3 separate regions of the Mus musculus genome follow, and regions 1 and 3 are each linked to region 2. The links are chromatin contacts, called in public Hi-C and HiChIP or PLAC-seq maps. All regions are on one chromosome and are shown on one strand. The core of a region is the stretch at or near the end of the contact, and the rest is flanking DNA. Distances in the headings are between cores, read along the strand shown.

Evidence for each region. Hi-C and Micro-C count contacts between places; a contact is called where the count stands out from the background. HiChIP or PLAC-seq counts read pairs in DNA pulled down with a chosen protein or histone mark.
Region 1: a Hi-C map of forebrain shows a contact between it and region 2, with 4 times the contacts expected there. The contact joins the promoter of Eri1 here to the enhancer-like site in region 2. A contact is called at or near these places in 5 of 39 promoter capture datasets (fetal liver, hematopoietic stem and progenitor cells, hippocampal neurons and 1 more), 2 of 15 datasets of contacts at CTCF or cohesin (CD8 T cells and the NIH/3T3 cell line), 22 of 484 Hi-C or Micro-C datasets (the C2C12 cell line, CD4 T cells, CD8 T cells and 17 more), 8 of 115 datasets of contacts at active chromatin or transcription factors (CD8 T cells, PVALB interneurons, bone marrow-derived macrophages and 5 more) and 1 of 9 other capture datasets (adipose tissue).
Region 3: an H3K4me3 HiChIP or PLAC-seq map of forebrain shows a contact between it and region 2, with 3 times the contacts expected there. The contact joins two enhancer-like sites. A contact is called at or near these places in 7 of 39 promoter capture datasets (the 3T3-L1 cell line, 3T3-L1-derived adipocytes, liver and 2 more), 2 of 15 datasets of contacts at CTCF or cohesin (CD8 T cells and large pre-B cells), 55 of 484 Hi-C or Micro-C datasets (the 3T3-L1 cell line, 3T3-L1-derived adipocytes, the AtT-20 cell line and 39 more), 18 of 115 datasets of contacts at active chromatin or transcription factors (CD8 T cells, bone marrow-derived macrophages, craniofacial prominence and 14 more) and 3 of 9 other capture datasets (embryonic tail, liver and pancreatic islet).

What each region holds. Positions count from the first base shown.
Region 1 is chr8:35,494,122-35,497,100 of GRCm38.p6, reverse strand. It overlaps Eri1 (exoribonuclease 1), which reads left to right and starts at 1,568. Exons shown (of 7, transcript NM_026067.3): 1 at 1,568-1,829. The coding sequence starts at 1,734. It overlaps Gm51568 (a long non-coding RNA gene), which reads right to left and starts at 1,575. Exons shown (of 2, transcript XR_003947532.1): 1 at 1-1,575.
Region 2 is chr8:35,605,919-35,608,618 of GRCm38.p6, reverse strand. All of the region lies in intron 1 of Mfhas1 (malignant fibrous histiocytoma amplified sequence 1), which reads right to left. Among named protein-coding and RNA genes, the nearest start is that of Gm16793, 18 kb to the right of the region's middle. Within about 2 kb of position 1,423, at least 42 of the 459 cell types and tissues checked have an H3K27ac peak or open chromatin away from gene starts, as enhancers often do. A contact at or near this core is called in the AtT-20 cell line, PVALB interneurons, cerebellum and 4 more, where this site is marked.
Region 3 is chr8:35,706,736-35,709,435 of GRCm38.p6, reverse strand. 1700015I17Rik (a long non-coding RNA gene) reads left to right here. Exons shown (of 3, transcript XR_378890.3): 3 at 339-1,445. Among named protein-coding and RNA genes, the nearest start is that of 1700015I17Rik, 11 kb to the left of the region's middle. Within about 2 kb of position 1,330, at least 46 of the 459 cell types and tissues checked have an H3K27ac peak or open chromatin away from gene starts, as enhancers often do. A contact at or near this core is called in the AtT-20 cell line, cerebellum, forebrain and 1 more, where this site is marked.

The DNA.
Region 1 (2,979 bases), core at 319-2,818, 110 kb after region 2:
GCACCCACATGGCAGCTGACATCCGAATCCAATCCCAGGGAGTCTCACACCTTTTGGCTTCTGTTGGCGCTTCACATACATGAAGTGTACATAGATGCACATGTAGACAAAATACTCATATACATGGAATAGCATAAAATATTTTTAAAAATAAGCAAGCAGAATTTGAGACTGGAAAAGTGATTTTTCTTCTTTTTATGGTTAGATGCACTGGCTGCCTTTTTAGAGACCCCGGTTCAATCGCCAGTGTGTGAGAAATACCAAGTAAGAGTCTTGTCTTATGACAAGTGTTTAACCATGACCAAGGCAACTCTTAGAAGGATAGCGTTTAATTGGGGCTGGCTTATAGGTTCAGAGGTTCAGTCCATTATCATCAAAGTGGGAGCATGGCACCATCCAGGCAGGCATGGTACAGGAGAAGCTGAGAGTTCAACATCTTGCTCCAAATGCAAACAGGAGAAGACTGACTTTCAGGCAGCCAGCATGAATGAGGGTCTTAAAGCTCATGCCCACAGTGACAGACTTCCTCCAACAAGGCCACATCTACTAATAGTGCCACTCCCTGGGCCAAGCATATTTAAACCACCACAAGTCTTTTCTATGGATACTATAAAACTTGGGTTTAAGACAAAGAATTGAAATCTTTTTATCTTCCTCCACCTTGTGAGACTTTTAATGAAAATGTTTCGATCCTTCAGATCCAGAAAAACTACTGTTTACTCAAAGAACTGCTCCTTTATTCCAATGGCCCCTTTCCCCATCCTCCACTTCCTGTGCACCAATTCTTTTCAGACTAGCCAATCAAATCAGGCTGTGAAACAACGGGACCTCAAATCAGGAGGAAGAGACACACACAGGCCACACCCTAAGTTAAAATAATCACCAAACACACTTCCTGACTTGTATGTATTCACTCTTCGAGCATACCCGCTTGATAAAGAGTAAAGTTCATCTTGCCCAGACACTTAAGTTGGAATGGTAGTTTCTTCCTTCGCCTCTCAAAAACACCCACATGGCAACTCCCATGTTGGGTTCTAACTCCAATCCCAGGGACAACGCTCTCTTCAGCCTCCCTGGGGTACTGCACACACGCGGTGCAGACATGCTCGCAGGTAAAACACCCATAAACACAAGGGGGGGGGGTGGAGACGAATGAAAATGATTTTTAAAAACGTCCCCAAATGCCAAACAGCATTGGAAAGGATGCAATCCTGTAGATTTCAGCGTTGTGGAATCTAGACCCTAGGAACGCATCTGCAGAAGGGCATACATAGACTACACTGGTCGTTGTCAAAGCAGCTTCTGCTACAGTGGGGGAAAAAAAGTAAATAGATTTTGAGTTACTGGGAGGAAAGACCTTAGAACTTGCAGCAAACACTAATTAGGGCAGCTTCACGCGCGCATCCCAGGCAACCGGCGCAGCACCATTTTCGAACCTGCGGGCTACCCACGCCCACTTCCCCAAATCGCTCGCCTCCCGGGCTCTCTCCCGCCGCCGTCCTACCGCGCGCGCGCGGGGAGAAAAAGGAGGGGACCCGCCCACTGCGCCTGCGCGGCGTGACAACGCCACACGCTCCCGGAAGTAGGAGGCGTCCGGCGGAGTTTGTGTGGCGGCCGCCGCGGGAACGTGAAGCGCGGTAGTTTTTCAAGGGAGAGAGCGAGGCGGCTTCCCGCGGGTCTCGGTGGACCGACAGTGAGCGTCCGCGGCCGTCTCGCGGCCCGCGAGAGGCGGCATGGAGGACGAGCGGGGCCGGGAGCGTGGCGGCGACGCGGCGCAGCAGAAGACGCCGCGGCCGGAGTGTGAGGAGTCCCGGCCGCTGAGCGTGGAGGTGAGGTCGGGAGCTCGCGCGCGCGTGCGGGGCGGCCTCGCTCGCTCCCCTGCTCCGTCCTAGTCGGGGCGAGCATCGTCGGCCTCGAGAGGGAGGAGGTCAGGCGGGAAGTTCCGAGTGAGAATTCCGCGTAAACATTCGGCGCGCGCGGGCGCACTGCCGTTCCATCAGCCCCGTGGCGCTGATTGGCTGGGTTCTCTCCAGCGCCCACCCTCCCCGCCAGATGCGGCGGCAAGCCTTTCGGGGTGCTCGGACAGCCCGTGTCTTCCCAGCCCCAGACGGCCCACTGCCCTCTGCACCCCGAGGTGCATCTGTTCCCGAGAGGACCCTCCCCCGGTCTTTCCCCGTCCCCTACTGTCTCGCCCAGAACCCTGCCACGACCGGCTTTCTAAGTGATTTGCTACTTCCTCACGGCATGGGCAAGATCAGGAGATGATCCCCGGACTTCTGTTTTTCATCTTGATGAATTAGTGTTGGCTAGCGCCGCGGGTTGTGAGCGAGATGCTAAATTCTGTCGCTTTTTCGTAAGAGGAGTTGAGTACTGACACCCAGGTTATTCATTCATTGGCAGGGTAGAGAGATAGATGGCTTGGGTGTGAAAGGCTAGGCTCAAAAACCAAAATGTCAGAAGGTGGGTATTCCATAGAGGCGTCCCAATGCCTTTATTCTTTCCATTTACACCTTCGTGTAGTAGCCAGAATAGCCTTTTAAATATTATTTTTTAAAATGTGTGTGTGTGCGCAGGTGCCTCTGAAGACCAGGAAAGGAGGTATGGGTCTTGGGGAAGAGCAGAGTTTGTTCTTCATGGTTAAGCTGTCTATCAGGCCTCTAGAGTTTCCTTTTGACAGTCTGTGCCGAGGTTGCGCTGCGCATTCCGTGCCTTCTTCAGTTTGCCCCTCTGCTCAGTTCATATACACATCTTCGTCCACTCTGGCTTCCTTGTGTTCTTTTATCGTGGAGTGTTTTGTAACGTAAGGATCTTGTGCTCCTCTTGTCCGGAGCATGCTTCTCTGGATCTTTCCAGATTATTCCCTTTGTTGGTAGGTACTTTGGAAGGCTGAAGACGCTTCCATCTGCCCTCTCTGGAAAGATGCCCCTTTCATTTTAACATACGTTGTTGACAATATCATCTAAGTCGGTTCGAAAGCTA
Region 2 (2,700 bases), core at 174-2,673:
CCTTTCTAACTTCACCCAGCATGGAGAGAAAAAATGGCTGCACCAGAAGACCCTAGATACATTGTTTCGGTTCCTAGGTGAGAAACTAGTTACAATCCGCCCTGGTTTTGCATACAGGATACAGAGGTTGGTCAGGGCACAGGGGAGAGTTAGAAGTTCCTAAGGGAATGAGGACCAAGGAGCATGCCAGCTCTGGAGTCCATCATTAGCCCAACCCACAGCAGTGAACAGCGCATGGCCCCTCCTCCCAGTCACCCCAAATCTGATGATGGGAAAACAAACAAACAAAAACAAAAACAACACAGTGACTTAGACAGCAGCCGGATGACCCTACCCCAAACAGATTCCTTCAATGCACTTGATCTGACCTCCTCTTTTACAAGCACCATGGCTCAAAATACATAGAACAAAAGACTGGCTCTGGGCAGCCATAAAGAACCGCAGCAGCCTGCTCCATACATAATTCATGATGCTAAGAGAGCAGCCATCAACATCATTTATCCTTTCCATATCTTAAATCGGGCAAAAGTTAGCAGATACTATTTATAAAGTCTCTTATTTCCATAGGAACCTGCCAGTTGTAAGAAATAGGACCACTTACAAAGCTAAGACCACAAATCTTCTGGAATGTATGCACCATCCATCAGAGCAGGGAGGCTAATAACCCTAAATAAACCAATTAGGTCAGCGGTCCTGTGGAGACCAATGTTATCAGATCACTTCTGCTTTTCTGTTTTTTAAAATAAATGGCCCAGTTTTCATCTCACAGTGGTCAAAGTTGATCCTGAGCTGTACGCTCAAATCAAAGGGTCTGGCATTTGACATGACAGTTAAGGACAGTTAAAGAGAAGCCTGAAGAGAGGGCCCTGACTGTGCCCAGGGTCAGAGGACTCAGTAGAGCTCAGGTCTGCCCTCTTAGCATCCTGGACTCTGTATCCTTGGTCCCCAGGGACGCTCTGGGGCCTTTTCTATTCATTCCGTCTGAATGAGCACGAGTAGCCACTGGACTTCATTCTCACTCAGTTCTAATCCATCTTCCTCGCAGAGCGTCTACGAAATGCAAACCCAGCAGTTCCAGCTGACTGTTCAATACCGACTTCCACTCACGGGGAAAAAATCACCAGGTCTTATTTTAACATTAGATGGAGCTGCCAAGAGTTCTCTTCTAACCAAATACATAAAATAGGTACATACCACATTCACATCGCAGGGGTGTTGGTGACTGAATCCTTCAGCTCCTAGCATGTCTGCAACCCTCATCCTCCCCATAGAGCACTGTGAAACGCTGCAGGCAGGCATTTTTCTGGATGTCTTTTTGTGCCCTGCCCACCTGGCTCCAGATGGATGCTTTCCTCAGGCCTCTCATGTCTCCAAAGGCCTTGGAATTGATTGCAGAGCACTGTAGCTGTTTACTGCCTGCTCGTCTTCCCCAGCTGCCGCCTTACTCTCCTCTGACAGGGCATAAGCTGCCTGTGCCTATCATTACAGAGCCCTAGCCCATGTCATAGTCCAGTCTCTACACTGAAACAACCGCATGCATTTCTCACGTCATTTCATTCTTCCTTCGGTTAATCCCCCACTTTTGACAGGTGGAAGCTATTGTTTTTCTGATCACAAAGATTGTAGGCTCTGGGGGACAGCCTGGCTTCTGCTACGGCCGTACGCCCAAGATATTTAGCCCTCTCAAGTGTCAGTGTTACTTATCTGTGAACAAAGATCACAGTAATCATAGCCTACATTGATTGAGTGTTTACCATGTAATAGAAACTGTACTAGAGCCTGGGTGCCTATTCATTTATTTAATCCTCACGACCTCTAAGGACATAACGACACGGGTGTGAAGGCTTTGGAACAGAGAGAATTTTCCTCTCGGTTTCAGATGAAACTGAGACTTTCAGATGCCAAGTAGTTTCCTAAAGGTCCCAGCCTGTGGCTTTGGACTTCAGGTAAACAGAAAGGAAACAAGGAATGGCTCTTTTCCCTGGTGCTACATTTGCACAAAGCAAGAAAACTATACAGCAATTCTCTCTCATCTCTGGCTGCAGTAAGGGAGACACTTGTTCTGTGTCAACTTCCATAGGAAACCATGTGGACTCCAGACAAAGACCAGATCCTTTACAGAAATGATCTGGGTCAGAGGACGGGTGATGGCCAGAGGGAGGGATGAAGCAGAGAGCTATTCAACGCACAGCTAACACACAGCCAGGCTCCAAGCATAAAATGATCCATGGAGCGCATGCTTCAGCATCCTCAGAGGCGAGAGAGCATGTGTCCATGCCCGGCTGTGAACAAAGCCACCGACACACCACCAGATTCTTCAAAGGCAAATATTTGTCCACGGCTAAAGAATGGAGTTCTTTTCTAACAAAGAACAATGGACACCATTCTACCTCCTTATTCTCCCTCTCTGGTTCTTAGTGAGTTATGATCTCAATGGAGATCCCCCATGAATAAGCGTGGCTGGCATCACAAATGGCACTGTAAATCAGAAGGTTTATGGACTGTAAAAAGATGGGTGGTTTGAGGATCTGGACCCTGCAGCTTCTTCCTGCCTGCAGAACACCTGAGGCTGGAGACACAGCAATTTATCTGGTCCTGGAAACAAGTCACCTGTTCCATTTTGGGTTTTTTTTGGGGGGGGGGGAATGTTGTTATTGTTGTTGTTGGGGATTTTTGGTTTTGTTTGTTGGTTTTGGCTAG
Region 3 (2,700 bases), core at 81-2,580, 100 kb before region 2:
TTTCTCCCTTTTAATGAAACCACACGCATAGATCTTATGAAACACAGCTTTGCAGAACTGGCTTCCATAGTTGTATCTCATATTTAAAATGTCCATGTCCTCATCACTATTGTGTTAGAAACCCAATGTTTTGGCATTTGTAACAGAAAGCCACCCAAGTTTGGCACAGATGCCCCACAAAGCTGGATAGGCAACTTCATGTGGGCCTGGCCCTGTCCGAACTTTGCATACAGGGCTGTTCTTTTATTTCTCAATAGATGGAGTCATGCTTCCTGTCATGATAATGGCACCTAAGATCTGCCTACCATGCTGGTTTCTGCTGTCATTTCTCTTTACAGCTGCTTCAGGACCCTCCAGCCACACTCACTCCAGGTTCTGCGACTCTGTGATTCTATTCTGGAATCTCCACAGCTTTCCTATCCTTTCCTTCTGACCAAATTCTACATTCACTTTGAGGTCAGCCGGTGCGCATCACAAACCCTTGCCAACTCTTCTGCTTAGAGCAAGTCACTCTCATCAGCAGCACCCGCAGCACCCTGCCTCAGCAGATGCTTCCAAATGTGTCCCCTTCTGAGCCAGAGAGCTCAGTCGATAAGGCCTCAGAAGAGTTCCTGACACTCTGAGGGAACCACACCAAGCCTTTCAAGTGTTCTCCTGGGCTTCATCTTCTGTCTACATCACCCAGCCAAGATACCAGCCTGCCACTGAGCTCAGCAGATGTCCGTGGTATGAATGGATTCCGAGCAGACGGCACAAAAATGAAGAAGATGGGAGAATGGTTGGGAGCCACCCTCTAATAGAGGATTACATTTAAATACATTAAAGATGGGAGCTGTCGTATGGGTTAGCATAGCAACAATGACCTTATCATTTCCAAGCCGACAGTACAGATGGATGTTCTCATTGTCTTAAAAATAGGTCCACGATGATACCGCAGGATTGATGGATGGAAGTGCATGATTGACAATTGAAACTGGGATTGTGGCTATATTCAACCCAGGAAACTGGGGAATCTTGGGAAGGAATATTTAAAATCCAGACTCCCAAGTGCCTGTAAACCAATTAAACAATAGCAAGATGAGCTTTGCTAGGATAAGGGAGACCCTGGGTGACATTTCCAAGCCAAGCCTGGGCATAGCTGTTTTTCCACCCTGAGCAGCTGAGGTGCTTGCTCACGGTAGGGGGGGCAAAGAAAAAAACCGCTCATGTGTCACTCAACTGCCCTCTGGCCCCACGTGTGGGAATTTCTTTTAAAGATCTTAGTATGGGGGGACGATAGAATGAAAAGAGTCCGATTATCTACGGCAAGCCTAATTATAGCTTCAAGGGCGAGTACGCCAGGAAGGGTCACGTGACACGTTCCATCCGCGAGCACTGGAGAGCAGCTGCGAACAGGAGCAGTTTCCAATGACAGCCACCAGGTGGCAGAACAGAACGCAAACCTCTCTGCCTTAGAGGTCAGCCCTCATTTGCCCTTAGGTGAGCAGTTTTGTGACCTTAGAAGACTCAGTAGTGACTCCACTGAGACTGTGATTCAAGGCCTCCGTTTCACCCGTGACTTAATTTACATTCAAAACAAACAAACTTCCAGTAGAATGAACTACCTTTGAAGGATGGGACCTTGAGAGCTAATTGTTTAATTTCCAGAAATGTAACCTTTTAATTAGAATTAGAGTATACCAATTACACTTCCATAACGCATAATTAGTCAACTTACATTTAAATTAAGAAAATTGTCATCCTCTGTCCTAGTCTGTCATCAATGGGAGGAGAGGCCCTTGGTCCTGTGAAGGCTCTATGCCCCAGTATAGGGGAATGCCTGGACCAGGAAGTGGGAGTGGGTAGGTTGGGGAGTAGGGGGTGGGGGAAGGGGATAGGGGATTTTCGGAGGGGAAACTAGGAAAGGGGATAACATTTGAAGTGTAAATAAAAGAAATATCTAATTAAAAAAAAAGAAAAAATTGTTCTCTATCTTTTACTTTGTTACTTCCTGTGGTCTTGAGTCTGTGCTGTTTGTGGGGCTTGTGTGAGAAAAATACTGCGCAATGAGGTGCTAGCGCATGTCTCTTCTCAGGTTGGGAACTTGAATTTGGCCATGGGAAGCAATGCAACCTTGTGCTACAAATGTTCTCCTTTGTGGCTGGCTCTTAACCATTCTCTGACCACTAATGCATGAGCTATGAGGGAGATGACCAGATAAGCTTCAGTGGGGGACAGACAAGAGTAATAAGCCTTTAAATTTGTTTCAATAATAATTCAGACACAGCAAAACACATCAATAGAGAGCCAGACTGTAGTGAACATTCAGAATTTGGGTCTGTGTCCTGCTGTTCATGAGTCACACACTTCCGGCCACTGGTTCCTCATGCCCATTCCTCCTTCTGCCGAAAGGATATATTGGAACCTAATTTATATAGTTACTTCAAAGACTAAGAGAATTCATGCCCTGAAGTTGCGCCTTGACTGGCTGTATCTGCCAGCTAATTTTTTTGCTGGATTGGTTTTGTTTTGATCTTACAAGATAGGGTTTCTCTGTGAAGCCCTGGTTACCCTGGAACTCACTCTGTAGACCAGGCCGGCCTCAGAGATCTGCCTGTTTCTGCCTCCCAAGTGCTGGGATTAAAGGTGTACACTGCCATGCCCATCCAGCAAGCCAGCTCTTCTTACTACTAAAGAAGGTGGATAACATTAAAGCCACAA